2 separate regions of the Mus musculus genome follow, and region 1 is linked to region 2. A link is a contact called in public promoter capture Hi-C data. All regions are on one chromosome and are shown on one strand. Each heading gives the region's core, a stretch centred on a gene start, on an enhancer-like site or on the middle of the called end of the contact. The rest is flanking DNA. Distances are from core to core; before and after follow the strand shown. Region 1 holds the start of Mcemp1 (mast cell expressed membrane protein 1). Region 2 overlaps Insr (insulin receptor).

Region 1 (5,386 bases), core at 639-3,138, 480 kb after region 2:
TCCTGCAGGAGATGCTTTTGTGGCTGCATGGCCCCCAGTGTCTACATAGAGGTGGCCCTGCTATTCCTGCTACAATAAGTAATAACTTTGTATTCTTCTACGTGCAAATATGTATGCAGTATCATATCATCAAGTATAACCATTATTACTTGTTGAAGAAGCTATCTTTTCCCACAGTGCAGTTTTGGCTTCTTTGTCAAAAATCTGGTGTCCATAGATATGTGGATTTCTGTCTGGGTCTTCATTCATCTTTATTGGTCAATGTGGTTGTTTTGTGCCAATACCACACTGTTTTTATTACCATAACTCTGTAATACAATTTGGTAATTGAGATCAGGGATGGTGATACCTCTAGTAGTTCTTTGAATAAATAGTCTTTTTTTAAAAAAAAATCTAAGAGTATAGATATACTAAATATGCAGGTATACATGTATATTCATTTGGGCATTGTATTTACAAAAGAGTGTAAGTGAACATGTGGCCTGCATTGATGAGCTGAGTTGAGACTGAAGGCATGTGGAGGTTTGAGTGTGCATGTATGTGTGTGAGCCAGGTAGGGGAGCAGACAGATGGAGTAAATGCCTTTCTTTTCTGGCGTGTCTCTGTGGAGGAGAGAAGACCTTGAGGACTCCACCAGGGTAAGCATTAAGGATATGGGTCTGACATCAGTACTGGGTATAGGTGTGGGGTCAGAGTGGTTTCTATCCTTGCCTAACATCCGCTTTGCTCTCTGTGGTGCCTCAGAGAGTTCCTTAGCTCCAGTGATGCAATCAGTTAACATGAGGGACTTACAAAAAGTAGAAGTTGGTTGGTTGAACTGTGCAACGAGGCCCGAGAGGGAAGGGAAGGTGTTGGGGGCTGGGAAACCCAGCTATTGTTCTAAAAGGCAGACTCTTGAGTTCACACAGCATTCTTTCTTTCCTTGCGCTCTCTCTCTCTCTCTCTCTCTCTCTCTCTCTCTCTCTCTCTCTCCCCCTCTCCTTTTTTTGTAGAGATAGAAAACAGAAGAAAAGCTGAGAATGTGGGGTACAGTTGTAACCCCAGCTGGGGAGGTAGAAGGAGGTGGGTCATTAGTGCTTGCTGGCCAGCCAGTCTAGCATATTTGGTGAGTTCCAGGCTAGTGAAAGTTGCTGCCTTAAAAAACAATGTGGACATTACCTGGGAGTGACAGCTGAGGCCATCCTCTGCCTCCCACCCCATATATAAAAGGGAGATGAATCAAGCACATTCCAACTGTCTGTTTCGTCTGTGTGTCTTTCACCCAGACAGTCTAGCTTTCTCAAAAATTTCACTTCTGTGTTGCCCCAGTGTAGGGGAATGCCAGGACCAGGAAGTGGGAGTGGGCGGGTTGGTGAGCAGGGGGAGTAGGGAGGGGATAGGGGCTTTTCAGAGGGGAAACCAGGAAAGGGGATGATAACATTTCAAATGTAAATTAAAAATATCTACTAAAAAATAAAAATAAAATAAAATGCACTAAGAGAGAATCTGTGTCAAGAATGAACACAGTGTATATAAAATATATCATCGTCCAAGCTACAAGAAATATTGTGGAAAGGTATTTTTAAAACTGGATTAATGGCATGAATGTTGTTTTGTGTTCTTGAAACATGAATCAAAGACTTTTTCGTATACAAAAAAATCTCTTCTGTCATCACATCTAGGGTTGCTTCTTGACCATCCATGAAACTTCTGTCCCTTTAAAGACTCTTTTGATATGGTAGCTGAAGATGCCTCCAGGGCGAGAGATCTGGTGTGGATCCCTGAAAGCAGGAAGCAAACCCTGCTTCCCTCCCCTCCAAAATGAGATTTCCCCATCTATCTGACATCTTCCGGTAGGTGGGGATGTGTGGACACTTGGGAGGTCCAGCGCCTAAGGCTGTGGTAATCTACGTGAATCAACCAAGCAGAATGCATGCATCAGCCTCCCAGGATAAGAACCGGAGGAAGCCAGGTCATGATGAAGGTCAGGATCCTAGGGGCGGGAAGGGGAAAGGAAGAAGTGTGGCTGAAGGTGGGAGCAGTCAGGGATGGAAGAGCTCCTTCCTTCTAGGGGCCCCATAAATGCCTGCACTGCACAGAGCTAATCTTTGTCCTTCCTGCCCGATTGAGTTCCCCTACTGACTCCCCACATATCTAGATGAGTCTCAGCGCCTCCTCTCACCACCAAATCACACACAGGTGCTCACAATCCTGACTACGAGAATATAACCTTGGCCTTCAGAAACAAGGACCAACTCAAACTCAGCCAATCAACACCCACAAAACAAGGTGAGCGGACACTCCCTCGCCCACCCCCACTAAAACCTTAAGGCATATGTGAAGGGGGGAGGGAGTGCTGGGGACTGTGGTGGTGGCAATGGTGGCATTAAAGATGGTGATGCAGCTGTGGTTGTGGTAGAGAGCTTGCCCAGCATGTTCAAAGCCTTGGGTTCAATCGCCAGCACTGTATAAACTGGGCGTGCACACCTATTATCCCTGAATCTGGAAGCAGAAGCCAAAGACATCTTTGGCTACAGAGAGAGTTAGAAGCTAGTCTGGGATACTAGAAACCCTAACTAGCCAACTAACTAACTAACTTGTGAGGCTGGAGAGGTGTGTGACTCGGTGGTTAAGTGGTGCTTCACAAGTGTGAGGACTATAGTTCAGATTCCAGTATCCACAGAACAAACCAGGTGTCCCGTGCATGCCTTAACCCCAGCACCGAGGGGCTGGACACAAGGAGGTCACTGGGGCATGCTGTTTTTCTTCCTTTTAGTGGCTCACAAATACATCTTAATCATAAGGCTGATTTTTGTCCTTCGTGACTGATTTATTATAATTCCCTAGATTGTGTTTCCCCACCTGGGAATAAACAGGAAGAGTCCGTGCCTCAAAGAAATAGGTGGCACGACAAAGGAGGATAACCCATGCTTCATGTCTCCCTGTCGGTCTGTACCCCCCTCTCCCATGAGTGATGGTACTAAGGTGAGGGTAGCTTTGTAGCTGAGGTGAAAGAGGCTGGGTTTCTGAAATGCTTCTGGCAGTGCTGTTGGCTGTGCATAATTTATTGAGAGGGATGTGATGGTCACTATATAAGGAATACAAAACTGGCTCTGGGCTCTGGGGCTCACATGTCCTATGTCTCTGTCCCAGCCAAGTTCAAGACATCCCTGGACCCAGCTGAGTCCCCGCCTTGGTTGTACAGAACCATTATGATGTTGTATGTTCTCCTTGCTCTCGTCTTTTTATCCTGCATCGTCCTCTCTGCTTTGGTCTTGGTGAAAAGTAAGTGATTTTGGAAGACGGGCCAGGGACGGGATTGGGGAATTACCGCCAGTTCCTCTCCATTTCCAAGGAGGTTAAAATGGAGACGGGACCTTAAAGCTTTCCTACTCTCTCCTAAACAGATTCTGAGATGTCCAAGGAGCTGTGGACCTTGAAAGCAGAGCTTTCGAATGGTGAGTGAGAGGCTCAGGGGAGGCCCACGATGGTGCTGGTGGGAACAGAAGAATAGCCATCTTAACACCTCAAACTCCATGCCCTTAGTTTCAGACACGGTGTGGAATATCCGGGAGCTCCAGAATCAGCAAACGAGGATTTGGGAAGCTGCCCAGGGGGACATCAAGGAGGTCAAGAAGACCCTTGGCACAGTCATGAGTAGCATCCAGACTGGAAACGACCGGCTGAAGACTGTGCCGGCAGGTGCTCCTCGCACACCCGTTCTCTTTGGATGAATGTGTTTGGATGTTCAGAACAAATAGGGTACTAGTTATTCAAGGAGCAAACAGGGCCCTGGTCTCTGGATTTGGAAGCCGACAAGAGATATTTCCTCTGAGCTAGAGGAGGGGTTGCTTAAGCACTAGTGGCGTTGTGGAGGTGACTCAGGAAAGCACAACATGGGTTGTGAGTTTGTATCCCCAGGACTCACATAAAAGCTAGGCACGGTGTCACAGTTCTGTAACCGCAGCCATCAGGTTAGAGCCGTGGTGGTAGAGATAGGCTGATATATGTGGCTTACAGGTCACCCAGTCTAATCAAATGGGTGAATCCCTAGGTTCAGTGAGAGGTCCTGTTTTTAAAAATAAGGTAGACATCTCTAAAGAAACACAACTGACTGATGTCAACCGCTGCTCTCCTCACATATGTGCACAAACAAGTGTACACATGTATGAATATAAACACATGTATACTGCGCGTGTGCACACACACATCACACCACACCATTACGGTGAACCTCCACTACAGGGATCTGCTTCACTCAAACTGGAAACTACTAATGATGTCAGGGCTTTGTTTGCAGCCCCATTCCAGATTTATCTGTTTCCTCTCCTTCCCCCAGATATAACCCAAATCAAGAAAACTCTTGAGGCGCTAGAAAAGAAGGCACAGCCTCGTAAGTCAGGGCCGGGGAGGTGGACTGGGGTGGAGTCCCAGACCTAGTGCTGGTCTGCCTGACCTCAGGTCTCTCCTCTCTTACAGAGCCCAGTACATAAGAGGACACCACAGCAGTACCTGTGAAGACTCCGAATTGCACCTGCTAGTGAAGATGGCAGATGGGGGTGGGTACTGAGCTTGAGTGTGAACCTGCCGTGCATCCTCATATAAAAAAGATTCTCCACCAGGGGGAATGAGTGTTGAAGAGGTGTGTATGCAAATGAGCATTTGGGGTTTCCATGTATTCCAGGAGAAGGGTTTATGGTGGAAAGAGAACATGGCAGTCACAGCAGGTGTTACTCTTTATGGGCCACATAGGTGTATGCCCTGGCTTATGTGAGTATAGGCATGTCCTGGTTGGCAGCTATTCCCGAGAAGTCCCCAAAGTGTAAGTGACATGTAGGACATGCCTCCCCATTCTCTTGCTCATGTATGTGCATCTGGCTGTTCTGTATGTGTGTCACTGAAGTGGTGGGTGATAGACATCACCCTGGAGATGTGTCATGGCATGGGTCATTCCTAGTGTTTTTGGTCATGTCAGCTTGTGTGTTCAGGGCATGCACACAAATGTAGCCATCGATTTCTGCACTTGTATTTATGATTCAAGAAGATAAATGCCAAGGGAAATGATATGACTCTGGAGCTGTTTTGGGGAGGCCTGTGGGACAGAACTTTGGGACCTGGTGGGGAGATTGGATTTAGGGCTTTGGTTTGGTGATGAAACAAAACACCCAGTCCTGGAAGCCAGACATGGTGCAGCTGGACTGTAATTCCATCGCTTGAGAGGCTGATTGAGATAGGAGGATCATGAGTTCAAGGTCAGCTCTGGCTACAAAAGTAGAGCTGGGGTAGGGTAGTGAGATGGCTCAGCATGCAAAATGCACCGAGGCAGAACCTGACCTGAGTTTTATCCCTGGGGTCCACACAGTGGGAGCCCCACCTGCACACCAAGGTGAATGAAAGACACAATACT
Region 2 (5,226 bases), core at 1,621-4,120:
AAAAGGTAGTAGGCCCTTTAAGAGGCAGGGCCTAGCAGAAGCTCACTATTGGCTCCTCCCCAGTCAACACAGCTTCCTGTCTCACAATATAATACCTCTCCTACTTTGATATCATCTCCCTTGATATATCATCTCTAAAGCTGCACAGATCCAAAACTGTAAGCTACATCAATCTTTTTTTTTTCATAATGCAACAACTCTTAGGTAATTCATTGTAGTAACAGAAAGGAGACTAATACAAGTCTTACTCATCATTGATCAGAAGAAAAGAACTACACCTTTTTTGAAATTGAAGGGAATCCGGAGAAGGAAAGGAAAAGTGAGAGAAAACTACTTCACATGATGCTATTGCCATGGATGTTAAATACGACTATACCTAGTCATAAAATACTCAGCCATTTATCATGTAAGTCTCTACTGTTTAGAGTGTGTGTGTGTATGCGCGTGCGGGAAAACTTTGTTTAGCACAGAGACTTTGTAGGATTCTTTTTGGTTTGGTTTTGTTTTTGTTTGTTTGTTTTTTCAAGACAGGGTTTCTCTGTGTAGCCCTGGCTGTCCTGGAACTCACTCTGTAGACCAGGCTGACCTCGAACCCAGAAATCCGCCTGCCCCTGCCTCCCAAGTGCTGGGATTAAAGATGTGCACCACCACTGCCTGGCACTTTCTAGGGTTTTGATGTGCTCAGAAAATGAAAAATTGCATCTGATTTAGGAGGTGGGTGGGCAGACAAGAAATCTAATGAAGAACTTGAGGAAAGGAGACTAAGATGGAAAAAATATAAAATCCCTTAGCAGCAGGCATATTCAAAGCTCATGTTCTTGGAAACATCTGGGAGTTTCTGGAAGTATACTCTAGAAGTCATGTCTGAGAAGAGGCGCTACTAGAATTGAGCAGTTGGGGACCAAGAAGGTCAGCATCCTACGAGTCCCAGGATGGGTCCCACCCCAGAGGAATAACATGAATCCAAGCACTCAACACCACTGTTGAGAAGCCCGGAGTAAGTCTTTCAGGCTTACAACCTTAGAACACAAAGAACGATTACACAGTAAGCCCGTGGGATCCAGGAGATCTGCATTCTTGGGTTCAACCAACTATGGATCAAAATTATCTGTAGACCTGTCAGGCAAGATAGGCCACTGATGAAACAGTAGCATGACCATTACAAGAGGTAACAACTGCCCTCAGGGATAGGAGGCCTGCTCCATGGGAGAGAATTCATGTGTGACCCTGTTCAAAAGCCCAGTTCAGGAAGTTACATGCACTAATGGGGAGCCTTCAGTTGTTTTACTAAAGAAACATGTTGTCAAACTGCCCTTGAAGTATTTATGTTTATGCATGTAGATTACTGCTCTTCTCAACCCTGGTCAGAGAAATTTCTTTTTATACTGGGCAGAGAGTCATAGCTGATCAAAGTGCTGAGAATGAGTGACTGTTGGGTGTCCAGTCCTAAATGGAAAATTTCTATCAATGCCACTACCGTGGCTCAGGAAACAAACGCACGTAAGGACCAGAGAATGGGAGCGTGCTATGGAATGCTGTCTTCAGGACATGACATGGTCATTGCACTTATGAACTGAATATAGCACTGGCTACCTGAACAAGACCTACATGAGGTCAAGCCAGAACCACTTGAAATTCCAGCAGGTAGGGCTAACTGGTTCAATGAGTCATAAGAAGGAAGAAGAGGAGGACAAGAACAACAAGAAAGAGGCAGACATGTTGATGGGAGTATAAGGGAGAAGCTGAGAGTCAATATGCTAAAGACCCTTTGTGTATGTGTATGAAATTGTCAAAGAATGACTCTAGAAAGTTGTGTCATATTTTCTAACCATGTACAGGGTTTTTCTTGTCATGTTGCTTGTGTTACACAATGTGGTGTAAAAAATATTATATAACATGTCATTGTCTGAAGATGTTATAAGTTATCTGAAGGTGATTGAATATGATTAAGACATCTATTTAAGAGACTTGAGAATCTGTGGGGTAACCTCAGGATCCTGGATCCAATCCACTCGAGACCCCAAAGGTCAACTGTGCTATGTCCATTGTACAGATAAGAACACTGGGACACAGAGCAGTACAGTAACTTGTTCAAACCAGTATATATAAGAGTAGAGAGCCAAGACAGACCGCTTCCAGGGTCCCTGATGCCCAGAGTTATGACATTCTGTAAGACACATACATGGGATGGGAACTAGACCCACGCATGCCTACTTGTTTTCAGTTCAAATCAGGCACAGGAAAAAGAAGAAACTTATAACCCACAGGCATATTTATATATGTGTGCACACATATGTACAGGAACATGTGATCTACTGGTGTATTTGTGTGTGTGCATACATGTGTATACATATTCATAGGAGTATTTCTGTGTGTGTATACACATGTGTTTGTGCATGTGTAACCCATAGACATATTTTTGTGTGTTTGTACCCATGTACAAGTGCACATGTGACCAACAGGCATTATTTGTGTGTGTGGGGGGGGGGGGTGTGGGTGTGTGTGTGTGTGTGTGTGTGTGTACACAAATACACCTGTGGGTCACATGTGTACTTACATGTGAACATATGTGTGTAAGTGCACATGTGTGATCAGGTAGACATGCATGTAAAGCCAGAGGACAGAGTTGGCTATGGTTTCTCAGATGCTGTCCACCTTGTCCTTATACGCCCAGACATTACTAGTTAGACCAGTCTGGATAACAGAAAGGCCCAGGAATACTGTGTCTGCCTCCCCAGTAATGGGAATATAAGCACACACCTGGCTTTTTATGTGGGTTCTGGGCACCAAACTCAGGTCCTTGTGCCCTTTGTCCTAAAAAGGGCAAATACTTTCCTAAGTGGGCCCTCTTCCCAACAACAAACAAGACTGTTTTCCCCCTCCAACCAAAAGCACACAATTGAGCTCAGGCTCCAGCCACCTCCCCACTTACACAGTCTCCTGAGTTCATTCCCTAAGAAGTCATGGCACCAAGCTAACAGACAGAAAGAGAGCTGGCCCGTGCAAAGCTCTGACCTGGGGACAAAAACCACGTTGTGCAGGTAATCCTCGAAGGTCTTCCTGAATGAAGACTCCTCCAGCTCCTTCAGGATCTGAGAGTCAGTCTTAGGGCATGAGCAGCACTCACTGGCCGAGTCGTCATACTCACTCTGATTGTGCTTCTGAGAATCATCAGACTCAAAGGGTGGGGACCAGGTCCGTGAAGGGAGCTTCAGCCCTAGGGAGAGGCAGAATGTGGGCTCAAGTCTCCCACAGAACACACATACACACATGACACAAAGCACACTCCAACATACACATATACACACCACACACACAACATACACACATACACATGACATAAAGTATACTCCAATATACATACACCATACACACACACACACACATACACACACACACAGCACCACAGTGCTTTCTCGGTAAGGTGGAACAGATAAACAAATCCTAGTTCAAGTGTGTGTGTGTGTGTGTGTGTGTGTATGGTGTATGCACACACACATATTTAGGCCAGAGGTCATTCTTGGGTGTCATTCCTTAGGCCACAGCCATGTCTCCTCATTGGAGGTTCTAAGCAAGCACTCTATCACAATTCATGTCTCCAGACCCCATTTTTTGAGACAGGGCTTCAGTATGTTATCCAGTTGGCAATGAACTCACTCCCCACCCTAGACTGGCCTGGACTCTCTCTCTTCCTTCCTCCCCTTCCCAAAGAGTCAAATTACAGTGTTACAATACAGGAGCTCCAAAGTTGCTCTGTGTGTTTGTGTGCATTCTGTGTGTATGTTTGTGTTACTTGTATCTATGTATGATTGACTACATGACATCAAGTGTCTCCTACAGTCATTTCTTTGTTTATTATTATTGTTAATATTATTATTAAATTAATTTTATGAGGGAGGGGAACAAGCCATAGTGCACATGTTGATGTCAGGGGATAACTTTCTGGAATCTATTTTCTCTACCACGTGGGTTCTAGTGATTAAAGTTAATCAGTAAGGTTTGACAGCAAATACCTTTACACACTGATATATCTTACCAGTCCTCCATCTTAGTCATTGAGACAGAGTCTTTCACTAAACTTGGACCTCACAAGTTGCTAGGCCAGCTGGCCAGCATGCTCCAGAGATCTGCCTGTCTCTGCCTCCCCAGTGTGATGGTTACAAATGCACGCTGTCAAAACCAGCTTTTCTCTACATGGACGTTGGGGATCCAAACTCAGGTCATTCTGTTTGTACAGCAGACATTTTATCCAGTATCATTTCCTTAGCTCCAAATTCACCACAATTAAAAATAGACTCAAATTATGATATAAACAGAAAGGTACTACTGGTCATTTATTATATGTATTATAGAAATTATGGTTAAATAAACATAACATAAAATGGTACCATTGAAATCATGTGTGGGTACATAGTTAGTGGTGTCTACTTACAGTGTGGCACCATCATTGCCTCTAACCATTTCCAGAACTCTCATCTAAACCGAAGCTCTGTCCTCATTCAACACTGGTATTCCATTTCCTCCAAAGGTGGCCTCCACACTCTGCCTTTGTCCACATAATTCATAATTGTTCAACTATTGTTAGGCCTCCTTAGTATAAGCTCTGTGGACTGGTGAAGTGATCCAGTAGGTAAAGTGACTAGCACGCAAGCATGAGGACCTGAGTTCAAACCCTGGTAACCCACATGAAAACCAAACATAATAACACACATCTTAGTCCTCAGGACTGGGAAAGTAGAGACAGGAGGATCCCTGGAACTCATTGGCCAGCCAGGTTAGACAAATTAGGGAGCTAATAAAAAAAAAGTCCTACCTCAGAAAACAAGGATCCACAGAGCAAGACACCTGTCATCAACTTCAAATAAAGTCCTTCGTGTGCTTCCAGAAGAGTGTGGGACCGTGTGTAACATTTAAGAAGATATGCATTCACCTTCTTAAATGTGTCTCAGTCAGACCAGAAATGTGTATGCATCTATACTCATTCAAGTGCAAATAAATTCTGTAATATTCACTTATCACCATTTTTTAAAATACCCTTGTGGTTATTCATGGATGTAAGGTGATTTTGTTTTTGTTTTCAGACAGGGTCTCATATACCTTAGAAAGGACTCAAACTTGCTATGTAGGTAGGGATAACATTAAATGCCCAACTTTCCTGCTTCCACCTTCCAAATGCTGCAGTAGCAGGACTGAACCCCCTGCACTGGGTCTATATGGTGCTGGGAA

The links. Promoter capture Hi-C pulls out the DNA fragments that hold promoters and counts their contacts.
Region 1: a contact with region 2 is called in a promoter capture Hi-C map of liver, with 2.8 times the contacts expected there. The contact joins the promoter of Mcemp1 here to the enhancer-like site in region 2. A contact is called at or near these places in 15 of 39 promoter capture datasets (the 3T3-L1 cell line, the HPC-7 cell line, cranial neural crest and 8 more), 4 of 484 Hi-C or Micro-C datasets (cortical neurons, embryonic stem cells, myocytes and 1 more), 6 of 115 datasets of contacts at active chromatin or transcription factors (the 230-238 cell line, astrocytes, embryonic stem cells and 1 more) and 1 of 9 other capture datasets (embryonic stem cells).

The regions. Positions count from the first base shown.
Region 1 is chr8:3,663,874-3,669,259 of GRCm38.p6, forward strand. It overlaps Mcemp1 (mast cell expressed membrane protein 1), which reads left to right and starts at 1,889. Exons shown (of 7, transcript NM_026985.1): 1 at 1,889-1,963; 2 at 2,179-2,268; 3 at 3,133-3,264; 4 at 3,387-3,437; 5 at 3,526-3,681; 6 at 4,319-4,372; 7 at 4,459-5,032. The coding sequence starts at 1,909. The coding sequence ends at 4,472.
Region 2 is chr8:3,181,936-3,187,161 of GRCm38.p6, forward strand. It overlaps Insr (insulin receptor), which reads right to left. Exons shown (of 21, transcript NM_010568.3): 10 at 3,016-3,217. Among named protein-coding and RNA genes, the nearest start is that of Gm30220, 93 kb to the left of the region's middle. Within about 2 kb of position 2,871, at least 5 of the 459 cell types and tissues checked have an H3K27ac peak or open chromatin away from gene starts, as enhancers often do. A contact at or near this core is called in liver, where this site is marked.